Regions from separate parts of the Sus scrofa genome. Here regions 1, 2 and 4 are each linked to region 3. The links are chromatin contacts, called in public Hi-C and promoter capture Hi-C maps. All regions are on one chromosome and are shown on one strand. The core of a region is the stretch at or near the end of the contact, and the rest is flanking DNA. Distances in the headings are between cores, read along the strand shown.

What was found. Promoter capture Hi-C pulls out the DNA fragments that hold promoters and counts their contacts. Hi-C and Micro-C count contacts between places; a contact is called where the count stands out from the background.
Region 1: a Hi-C map of embryonic fibroblasts shows a contact between it and region 3, with 6 times the contacts expected there. A contact is called at or near these places in 1 of 5 promoter capture datasets (fetal skeletal muscle) and 6 of 47 Hi-C or Micro-C datasets (embryonic fibroblasts, fetal heart ventricle, skeletal muscle and 1 more).
Region 2: a contact with region 3 is called in a promoter capture Hi-C map of liver, with 16 times the contacts expected there. A contact is called at or near these places in 3 of 5 promoter capture datasets (fetal liver, fetal skeletal muscle and liver), 4 of 47 Hi-C or Micro-C datasets (embryonic fibroblasts, fetal skeletal muscle, fibroblasts and 1 more) and 1 of 2 datasets of targeted methods (alveolar macrophages).
Region 4: a contact with region 3 is called in a Hi-C map of omental adipose tissue, with 2.0 times the contacts expected there. A contact is called at or near these places in 4 of 5 promoter capture datasets (fetal liver, fetal skeletal muscle and liver), 17 of 47 Hi-C or Micro-C datasets (alveolar macrophages, blood, embryonic fibroblasts and 9 more) and 2 of 2 datasets of targeted methods (alveolar macrophages and skeletal muscle).

Annotation. Positions count from the first base shown.
Region 1 is chr3:45,480,970-45,483,669 of Sscrofa11.1, forward strand. The region is part of intron 9 of ACOXL (acyl-coenzyme A oxidase-like protein); the gene reads right to left. Among named protein-coding and RNA genes, the nearest start is that of ACOXL, 81 kb to the right of the region's middle.
Region 2 is chr3:44,886,791-44,889,490 of Sscrofa11.1, forward strand. The region is part of intron 1 of LOC106509733 (a long non-coding RNA gene); the gene reads left to right. The region is part of intron 1 of LOC110259966 (a long non-coding RNA gene); the gene reads left to right. Among named protein-coding and RNA genes, the nearest start is that of BCL2L11, 310 kb to the right of the region's middle.
Region 3 is chr3:45,200,921-45,203,620 of Sscrofa11.1, forward strand. LOC110260116 reads right to left here and starts at 1,435. Exons shown (of 3, transcript XM_021088387.1): 1 at 1,336-1,435; 2 at 5-701. The coding sequence starts at 1,435. It overlaps ACOXL (acyl-coenzyme A oxidase-like protein), which reads right to left. Exons shown (of 19, transcript XM_021087042.1): 19 at 1,955-2,700. It also overlaps a transcript of BCL2L11 not described here.
Region 4 is chr3:44,859,031-44,861,730 of Sscrofa11.1, forward strand. All of the region lies in intron 1 of LOC106509733 (a long non-coding RNA gene), which reads left to right. All of the region lies in intron 1 of LOC110259966 (a long non-coding RNA gene), which reads left to right. Among named protein-coding and RNA genes, the nearest start is that of BCL2L11, 340 kb to the right of the region's middle.

The DNA of each region.
Region 1 (2,700 bases), core at 67-2,566, 280 kb after region 3:
CATCCTTTAGCTCACCACAACCACAGCCACCTGTCAGCCTCACGATTCTGCGCCCTCAGATCCAAGCTGCCACAACCACCTGGGGGTGAGCATGTGTTATAAACCCTGTTTGTGGAGCTCCCTGGTGGCTCAGTGGGTTAAGGATTCAGCAGCATTGTCACTGCTGTGGCTCAGGTCCAATCCCTGGCCCTGGAACCTCCACGTGCCTCGGACATGGCAAAAAATCAATCAATCAATAAAAACTCAATTTCTTATCCTCGCCATCTCAAATGTCATCTTCAATCATCAGTGTATCCAGGCTTGCTTATATAAGCTAGCTTCCACATCCCTGGCACTAATAACAGCCTCTGTGTATTGATGATTCAGTATATGAGGCACTGGGATAAGCCTTACCAGTATTATTCGCTGGGGCCTTATAACAGCTCTCTGGGGAGGGGGGTGCTGTTCTGATTTTTAGAGGTATGGAGATGGTTCAATAACCCGCTGAGGGCACCCAGGGGCAGGAAGCAAATCCAGAGAGGCTGATTTCAGAGCCCACGTTTTTCTGGCCTCACCCAGGACTCCAGAACAGACACAATATTCCAACCATCTCCACACAGGCCAATCCTGCTTGTCTCAACTCTGACTTCCTAGGGGGCGTCGTCCCTCTGCCTGGCTCAGCGCCGTGTCAGGGTGATGAGCAAGAGCAGGGCCCCATCCTCGCTGCAGCCTTAGTTAGCGCCTTCATGAGGGTCCTCCCGACCCAACAACTCAGTGGCCAGCCAGTGGCCTGCCATGACCCAGCTGTGTAACTTGGCTAACCCTATGTCCAAGCACCTCCAGCTTCTAGGGATTCCTGTGCTGGGCTGGACTGTCCCTGTTCCCACTTAACTCTACTACCCTTTTTAATTGTAGCTACATGTCAACCTTGTCCACACAACATGCCAGGACCATCCTTCCCTGAGAACTGCTGTGAAAATGAGAGATATCCACCACCCCACACACACACAGACACAAAAGGGCAGAGTTTAAAAGGACCCCGTGTGCTCAGCCTTGAGCAAATGTCACCATGGGGAGCCGAGGTGACAGTTTTCTAACACGGGAAGAATGCACGTCAGAGACAGGGGTCCGTTTTCCTCTCCTCAGCAAGCCCAGAACAAGCAGGACCGGCTCAGGTTTCAGCCGAGAGAGCATCTGTCTTGTGTTTGAGCCAAAGGAGAGAAGGAGCTGCCAGCGGCTGGTGACATCATCTTCCCCCCCTCCAGAGGCTCAGGATGAGATCATGGCAGCCAGGCTCCCTTTCCAGGAGACACATACTGGTGCCCGGACCACAAGGATCTGATGTTGGTGGCTCTGCGAGGGCTCTCGCGGTCACCTGGACAACCTTCCTCCTGGACAGGGGAGGCGCTGACTCACCATCACGGATCGTGTTCTATTTAGATACTCTGGAATCACAGGGATGGCATGCAGCTCTACAAAATGCCTCAAACCAGCCAGCATCTGTTTCAGGGAGAAGCCCATTTATTCCCCTCCCAAAGCAGGCTCCTATCTCCTTGGTACCAGCAGCAGCCATCACATCTGTAACAGCTCTGAGCAACCCCGTACTTCCTCTGCACCAGCACATCCTTATTCAGGCCTCATCATTGTCTGAAGGCCCATTTTACATATGGAGAAACTGAGCCCCAAAGAAGCTTACTGATCTGCCCACAACCCCGCTGCTGGTCATGTCCAAGGTGAAATTTGAGCCAAGTTCTCTGACTTTATGAGAAAGCCTATACGTGGCCAGGAACAAAGTATGTATGTCAGATGCCTGACCAGGAATTGATCCAAACGTGGTCCCTGCCCCAGACCCTCTGGAGCCCATAGGGTTTGATCCCTTGATCATGTTCAGTAAAATGCATAATAGATACTTTTAAAAATCAGCCTCTGGAGTTCCCATCGTGGCTCAGCGAAAACAAATCTGACTAGAAACCATGAGGTTGCAGGTTCAATCCCTGGCCTCACTCAGTGGGTTAAGGATCTGGCGTTACCATGAGCTGTGGTGTAGGTAGCAGACACAGCTCGGTTCTGGCATTGCTGTGGCTATGGCGTAGGCCAGCAGCCATAGCTCCAATTCAACCCCTAGCATGGGAATATCCATATGCCACAGATGCAGCCCTAAAAAGCCAATAAATAAATAAATAAATAATCAGCCTCTCTGCATCCTCGCCCCCCACCCCCACTGCTCCAGATCGACCAACACTTAAAATCCAGTCTCTCCCAGAAGCCCCCACACCATGTTCCATCTACACCACCCCATGCCTGTCCCTGAGGATCCCACCACTGGCCTGGATGGGCTGACAGGCAGTGTGGATGTCCTTCACTCTACATCACCCACTCAAAATGTAACGGCCCAGGGTTTCTACAGCACCTCTCCAGCCACTAAGCAGCATGTGGCTTTAACCTTCACAGACACTCTCGCCGGAGGGCCCCTGAAGGCTGCTGTGATCGGATGGGCTCCCATGCAAATGTCATGGCTTCAGAGAACCCTGAGCAGATGTCTGTCCCATCTACTCCACAAGGCAAGTCTAGGCCCATCTGCTTTCTCTCCTTCTGCCTCCTTCTGGAGTCTGGAAAATGGCTGCAACAGTTTCTATCACGGACTCGGGAGAAGTATTTTCCTCAGCACTTCACTGCAGCCATCTAGGGCCCTCGGCCTCACCCCAGTGCCTGCGTCACAAG
Region 2 (2,700 bases), core at 146-2,645, 310 kb before region 3:
GGTCGTCACAGACTGTAAACAAATATTAATGTTTTACACGAGACAATACATTTTTTTTCAAGTGATTGAACGAGATAATGGCATCCTCTCTCCTCTCTGTTGTTTTGAGTTCTCCTGCCTTAAGTGTGCTGTCTGATGGTCTTTTTTTGTGTGTGTCTTAAAAATCAGATACTCCAGGGCAATAATTAGGATGAGGTTTATGTTTCTACTTATCTAATCTTTGTTTTCACAAATAAATACAAATAACTCAAACTGAAACTTGATGGCTTTGGTGATAATAAAATAGCAGCCACGGGGAAATTTTCTTCATTTTAATGTTCTTTCACAACCCACATTCAGTTTCGGTAGGAAAATTATTAACCTTTTCAACAGCATGCTAAAATATAGGTTCACGATAGACGCCTGAGTATGATTTGCAGGTTTTGGTTCTATTTTGAGATTTTTTTTTTTTTTTTTTTTTTTTTTTTTTTGGTGTGCAGAGTTTTTTCTTTTTCTTTCTGTCTTTCTTTCTTTCTTTTTAAAAGACCAATGGCTTTCTTTGACAGCGACAGTCACGACTTGGAGTGCTTTCGTTGGTGGCTTTTCAGCGCGTGCATCTTGCAGACTGCTTGCCTTGATTTTTTTATTACGAGGAGGGAAGATTCCTATTTCCTATTCTCCAGTTTCATGCTGTGAAACAGGAAATGTTCTTTCGTCTCAGTTTTTCCTCATTTGAATTCTTGGGTGGACGCTGTGAGTCCCATGGCTCCATTTTTACAAAATCCACGTGAGCCCCCTTTCAGAGAAGGCAGATGTCTCCGGGTGAGGCATCTGACCGACTCCCGGGTGCCTCGGGGAGCCTCACTCTGTGTCCATCAAACCGAAGCGAGTCGGGGCAGTTTGGGCTCTTTGGGAAGGTCTGCAGGGCCAGCAGCTTTTGAATGGGAGGCCAGGGACGCTGGCTTTCCCTTGCTGATGGCTGTTGCCCTTCTGGAAGGAGTAGGGGGCGGGTGGGGGGGTGGGGGAGGGCGACGATCAAGTTCTGGTAACTCCTGTCTCGACCTGAAACACACAAGGGGCTGCTCGCCGGGCAGGAGAGGCGGGTGCGTGGGAAGCTCTCAGGGGTCAGTTTCCATCTTAGGTGTCGCCTTCCCCAGGTCTGGCTGGGACAGCCGCACCTGCAGAGAGGGCCCTGGACCGGACCCCTAGCTACCACACACCCTGCCCTACGTCTGGTAAAGCTGTGCCTCGTGACTCTCAGTGCCCTTTTGGCCCCATCCCTGCTGTTTGCAAGCCCCCACCTTCACCCGGGCCCCTACCCTGCCCGCTCCCACCGCCCCCTGCAAAGTGGGACGTGGAAACCGAGGAGCCCTCATTTGATCTGTAACCAACGTGCTGCCACTTTTAGTGTCGAGCCTGGGCTTGTGTTTTTCTTCTTCTTCTTCTCAGACTTCCTGTATGAGGTTAGTTTTTTTTTTTTTTTGTTAATGATAAACAAACTATTTTTTTAACTTTTTTTTTTTTTTTTTTGGCCTGTCCTCGTGTTGCTTCCTACTTGTCCAGCTGTGAGCCTTTGGCCGGCGCGTCCCACCTGGGCATCCTTGGGTGTCAGAGTGAACAGGGCCCAGAGGCAGGGTGCGTTCTGCACCACCCCTCCCTTCCAGGGTGGCAGTGAGGAGGGTCGAGCTGGTGAAGACGTTTTCTGTCCTCTTTGAGAGAGATGCCAATAGACACTGATGGCTCAAGAATTCTCCCCAGGCAGAGAGAGTGGGGGAGAGGCGGGCTCCAGTGTGGGAGGTGAGGCTTGGTGAGGATGACGAGGGGGAAATCCCTAGGGGAGGTGGGGTACCCCACGGTGCTCAGTCCCACGCTATACTGATGAGCAGCATCTGGAAAAGGGGATCAAGGGAGGAACTGTGCTGACCTTTCTCCCCAGGTCACCCTGAGAACTTGTGGAAAGTCTCAGATGGCTCCCTGGTGACTTGCTCTTTCCTCCCATTGTGGGGATCTCGGGAGAGCCATCCAGGGACAAGCTTGGGTACAGTTGACCAAACTGAGACCATCAGAAAGCGGCCACCCTGCAGTCACCATTGTCCCTGGGACTGAGCCCTCTGCCCAAGTCTCACTCAGTATCAGTGATGATTGGGTGTGCATCTGAATCACCTGGGGGCTTGTGCAAACAGACGTTCCTCCATCCCATCACCAGAGTGTCCAATTTAGAAGGTCAGGGCCTGAACATTTGCATTTCTAAAAATTCTTGGGTGATGCTGCTGGTCCAGGGATCCATGTTTGAGAACCACTGGTTAGGGCCATGGGTGGTGGGAAAACCTAAAAGCCTGTAGGTTGCCTCCATTTTCCCTCAAAGGCTGAGATTCCCTTCATGTGTTCTAGCCCAGCTCTAGAGGTAAAACCAGCCCTTCCGAGGTCCTTTGCATCTCTCAGTGATGGTATAGCTGGGTTACCTGTAATTTTGACCTTTTACAACATTACCCAGACTGTAGATCTGCTAAAGTGTTTTTGAGCTTCAGTTCTTTGAAAAGTGGGCTTTATCTTATCAGTAGAGAAAGTGGCCAGGGTGAGGGGGATGGGATGACTGGCCCAGGAAGTACTCCAGTGAAGCCCAGCACTTGGGTTGCCCAGCCTTGTCTCCATTTCCACCTTTTGGCTAAACTGGGTGCCTCTCAGTACCAAAAGGTGAACAAACTGCAGAGAGCCTCAGGA
Region 3 (2,700 bases), core at 185-2,684:
TTACCTTGCGTTTCTCAGTCCGAGAGTCAGAGTCAGACATTGGGGGGACGAGGGCCAGGGGAAGGGCGCCGAGTGAGTGGCGGCGGCGGGAGCGGGGCGAACCCAGCAGTCTGAAGCGATGCTGGCCGCAGAGAACAGGACGCGCAGGGCGACTGTGAGAAGCCGGTGGTGGTGGCGATAGCGGTGGTGTCGGCGGCGGCGGCGGCGGCGACGTGGGACCAAACGCTCCTGCAAGCTCGAGACCTGGAGGCTGCGCGGAGCGAAGTGAAACCTGCGCAGCCCTGCAGCCCAGCTCAGGCTGGCGGCCCCGAGGCCGCGCCCAATCACCGCGTGCCCCGCCCCCGCTAAATCCCGCCCAGCGCGCGGGCTGGAAAGCCCCGCCTCCGCGCCGCTGCAGCCGCTGACGCGTGCAGGCTCTGACAGGTAAAGGCGGGGGCGTCCCCGCCGGGTTCCCCGCTGCGCGCGCCTACCGCCCTGCCCCCGCCGGGCGTGTTTACTGGAGTGACTTGGCTGCGGATGGCTCAGTGCGCACCCATCCCCCAACTCAAAGTGTAACCTCTCCTCTTCCCCAACCAGCGGTGGCCTAGGAGTGCGCGTGGAACAGAGGGGGCGCTCCGAATACAGTGTAAACCAGACCCCGCCGCTGCCGCCCGCGGAAAGCCTCAGGAGCCCCGAGAGCCCTGGCTCTATATCGGGAGTTTCTCAGCTGCCCTGGGACAGGCTCCGGGACTGGGTTGGTCCAAGGATGAGCTGGGGCAGGGGGAGGGGGGGGCGTCTCTTAGCTCTCCTCCCTTCCATAAGTACGGACTCAGGGCGGGAGCCCCATCTGCAGGCTGCTCGTCTTCCTCGCCCTTGCCTCACCGGGTACTCCTAGGCGCCTTCCCTAAGCTACCCCAAGGGGCACCTAGCTTTTCTCTCGCAGGAAACCACCAGTAAGAAGCAAAGCCAGAGAGCTGAGAAAAGGGTCAGGAGCGATTCCCCAGAGATGTTTTTTTAGGCAACCCGGGTGCGAGGTGGGATGTGAGTGAGCGCAGAGCTGGTAAAATAGGGAAATGAGAAAAGATTTCGGGGGGAAAATCCTTTTAAGAAAAAAAAAAAAAAAAAAAAAAAAGAAAAGGATCGAGAAGAGTCCTGGCCTTCCGATGCAAAAGACGAAGGTACCTCAGATGGTTGCCTCGAGATTTGTTGGGCTCTCAAAGAACTGCCCTGAAACCGTCTCTGAACGTGCTAAGGCCAGAGAAGGCAGCGCAGAGGGCCGTGGGCTGGCGGGCGGCTCATGGAGAGCGGTAGGGAGAGCGCAATACCTCCCCTCCTCCCTGCACGCCTCCGTCCCACTAGTCTTTGGCGTCAGCGGCCCCAGTCCCGCTCCTTCCCTGGGAAACCAAACTCGGTAAACGCCTCCGTCCTCCTCTGGGTCGTCACCCTTATCTGCCATTTCAATGCGCATCCTGCATCCTTTCCTCTGCCCCTCCCTAAGTCGCCCTGTTTTCCCGACACCCACGGTAGAGGAATGGGGGGAAGTCTGTTGGAGAGACCAGGCTAGATGGATTAGAGCCTGTTTAGGGGCCTCTAACTCACACCTCGGAAGGGTCAGTCAATGCAAAGAAGCAAGTCCCACTGTCTGGCTACTTCGGTCAAATTTTATGTTTTGTAAGCAGATGTCAGCGTGATAGAACAGTCCCTAGATTAAAGTCTTCTCAGCGCATCCTCCCAAGAGTCCTTAGTGAAGTAAAAGAGAACCAGGGTTCCTGGAGGGATTTGAAGACGCTAGCCAGGCTCCCCCTGGGGATTTCGCTGTAGAAGGGAAAGGACGCGGGTGTAGTCGCGGCTAAGTGGACACAGAAGGGAGAGGTCTACAGAGCTTGGGGCTCTGGTCAGCGGTCTAGGTAGTGGCCGCAGGCGAACTCTGTGCCTTAACCGCCTGGAGTGGTACCTGGGGAGAAAAGAGACCAACCTGCTGTGCCCTGCTGGGAGCCCCAAATCTGCCACGCGCCAGACTGCTCCATGCTCTCCGTGGCGTTGAACCGCGCAGACAAGGGCCGGAAAAGAACCACACAGAAGAAACCCTGACGGTTGTCTTCTGCTTCTGTGCAGCTCCGCCGCCCCCGCGTCGTCTGCTCTAGTGACCCAGCAAACACTTTAAAAAACAAAGGAGTGGGGGGAAGCTGCCGTCTAAATGCTCTTATTTGGGACACAACCAGGAGGTCGGCTCGGAGGCGGCTGTTCGTGCAACCCAGACTGTGCGGAGGAGCATCGGCCAAGAGCCCAGAGTCGGGCGACCGCAAGCCCTTCCCGCCCTCTTCCGCAACCTCAAGAAGGGGCAGCGTAAGAAGGGGCCGGTAAATAGTAGGTCTCCGCTTCGGTCCTGGAGGTCGTCGCCCTTGTGGACACTAGCAGAGCAGAGTCCCCTTCAGCCTCCTCCACGAGATGTGAGGGAGAACGGAGGATGGCTTGGACTGAAAAGGGAGAATGAAGTCGGGCGACATCTACGGCCTTCGCTGGAACCACAGGCGTCGCCGGCATGGGCTCTCCAAGTTCGGAAGACAACTTAAGGCAGTGTAGTCCCCATCCTCTGCAAGCAGCGGCAGCGCCTTACCAACAATTACTTTCTTTATTAAGCTTTGTCTATATTTATGATCTCCTCAAAAGTAGGTTACACTTTCATTTGGTAAAAATGTTTTCCACGCCTGCGGTCCATCA
Region 4 (2,700 bases), core at 96-2,595, 340 kb before region 3:
GGGGATAAATCATTTTTAACAAATTGCCACTTCTTTTGTTTTTTCCTTTCCTGAGAGTCAATTTCTCATTTTAAATAATTGCCACTTCTTTTGTTTTTCCTTCCCTGAGAGTCAATTTCTGGGTGGGCTTGAATGTTCCATAGCCTGATATTAGAGGCTCATGGTAGCCCATGGTCACCTCTTTCCTAGAGAAACAGTTCAACTCTTAGGGTGTCAAAAAGGCAGCTCCTTGTGTTAGCATCTGTTACCTGATTGACCTACCTTGCAAGGCAGTTTGGGTTTGTAGAGGCTTGAAAACAATATGCTCTTATATTTCTGTTGTGTTTGACTAGCTAATGTCTCTTAGCATGGATGAATGTGGGGGGAGAACACTTAGACTGCTTTTCATACAGGACTAACTTGCTCTCAGAATGAGATTATCCACTGTAAAATATATACTCTTCTCGGGTTGTAAGACTAGAAACATTTTGCAGCCGAGTTTCTTTTTGCCCTGACTTCAGCCAGCAGCTGGCTGGTAACCTTGCTGGGGACATGTTCTTCCAGAGGACTGGTCCTGCCTGGGAGGCCTCAGGCCCTGGGATGTTCTCAGGGCTTCTGAAATCTACCTGCAAGTCAGCCGGTGTAAATAATTCGATAACTTATGGCTCTGGCATTTACGCATTCTATGACCTAGGAGCTTGCCTTATTTATTTATTTATTTATTTATTTATTTATTTATTTATTTTTTACAGCTCAACTTGGCAGCACATGGAAGTTCCTGGGCCAGGGGTCGAATCTGAGCTGCAGTTAAGGCCTATGCCCCAGCCATGGCAACATCAGATCTGAGCCACATCTGTGACTTACACCACAGCTTGCATCAACCCTAGGTTCTTAACCCACTGATTGAGGCCAGGGATTGAAACCACATCCTTGTGGAGACTATGTAGGGGTCCTTAACCCATTGAGCCACAATGGAAACTCCACAGAGGGGCTCTTTTAATGTATATGATATGAATTCTTTTACATGCCTAGTTAAACTCATATCATTTTTTAAAAATCACCTGATAATAAAAAGGTAAATAGGGAGTTCCCGTTGTGGCTTAGTTGCAAACCCGACTAGTATCTATGAGGATGTGGGTTCAATCCCTAGCCTCGATCAGTGGGTGAAAGGATCCGTCATTTCTGTGAGCTGTGGTGTAGACCTGCAGCTACAGCTCTGATTTGACCTCTAGCCTGGGAACTTCCATATGCTGCAAGTATGGCCCTAAGAAAAAGCAAAAAAAAAAAAAAAAAAAAGATAATCAGTACCATAATGTGTGGGATGGGGTGGTGACTCCGGCTCAAGACATGGGATTTGGTGCTGGGCAGGACAGACCCAAGGAGATGGCAGTAGTATGCTGCCAAGAAAAGTGTTCTCCAGAAATTTCCACTTATTAACTTTGGTCACTGTTTGTTTGGCACTCCCAATGAACACTATGAAACTACTTTTCATTCTTCCATAATGGGTATAACTTCCCATCATCAACTTCTTTTTCTTTTTTTTTTTTTTTTGTCTTTTTGCCTTTTCTAGGGCCGCTCTGAGGCATATGGAGGTTCCCAGGCTAGGGGTCCAATCGGAGCTACAGCTGCCAGCCTACACCACCGCCACAGCAGTGCCAGATCTGAGCCTTGTCTGTGACCTACACCACAGCTCAGGGCAACGCCGAATCTTTAACCCACTGAGCACAGCCAGGGATCGAACTTGAAACCTCATGGTTCCTATTCGGATTTGTTTCCACTGCTCCATGGTGGGAACCCCTCAACTTCTTATTTAAAAGTATTTATTTTATGGAACATTGAAAAGGAGGTAATTTACACATGTGTGATTTATTAGGCCTTTGTGGGATGTTCTAACTGAAAACCTATGAATGAGGCCAAAAGACAGGAGTCTTGGGAGGGGTGGGGGCTTTATTTAATTAATTTAAACATTTTAATTGGTCTGTGTTGCTTTTCTTGTTACCTTTTAGAAGGAGAAAAAGTCAGTTTTAAAACTAGAGTTGGGTTATTACACGTATTTGTTTCCGCACATATTATCTAGATGATTATTTCGTCCTAGGCACCATGCCACCTGGAGAAATAGTGCTCTTATTCTTGGGAGGTTCACCTTTTGAAAGGGCAGACACTTGTGAAAGATGAGGCGATATCAAGAGTGTTATTTCCCAAGGGCCGAGGGTGTGCCAGATTCTGGACCAGGTCCATCCTGTGAATGATCTCATTTCCTCCTCACACAAGCCAAGGGAGAGGTCCTGTTGTGACCCTGATTTTACAGATGAGGCAGTTGAAGCACAGAGACTTTAAGTAACTTGTCCAGGCTTGCACAGCAGGTAGGTGGCAAGGCTTGCATCTGAAGCCAGGCAGTTGAATCCCAAAATGCATGTTCTCAACTGCCCCGTCACTAAACCACACTGTGAATGGAGCATAGAGAAGAACTGAGGCTTCTGTCTGCGAGCATCTAGGGCGTGTTCAAAGAGGAGTTGATGTTTAGCTCAACTAGGAAGGATTAGGGGGCCCGTGTTGGATAAATACGTGAGATGACTTCTTCTGCGAATGGCAGGAGAAGAAAAGTATCACAGGGTCTTTTATTCGCACCTAGAGATACATCGCATTTTAGAGGACCCTCGTTATTTTTCATCTTCTTGATGTTACTCCAGGGTCACGTGGTTAATGTTGGTGAGGATGGCA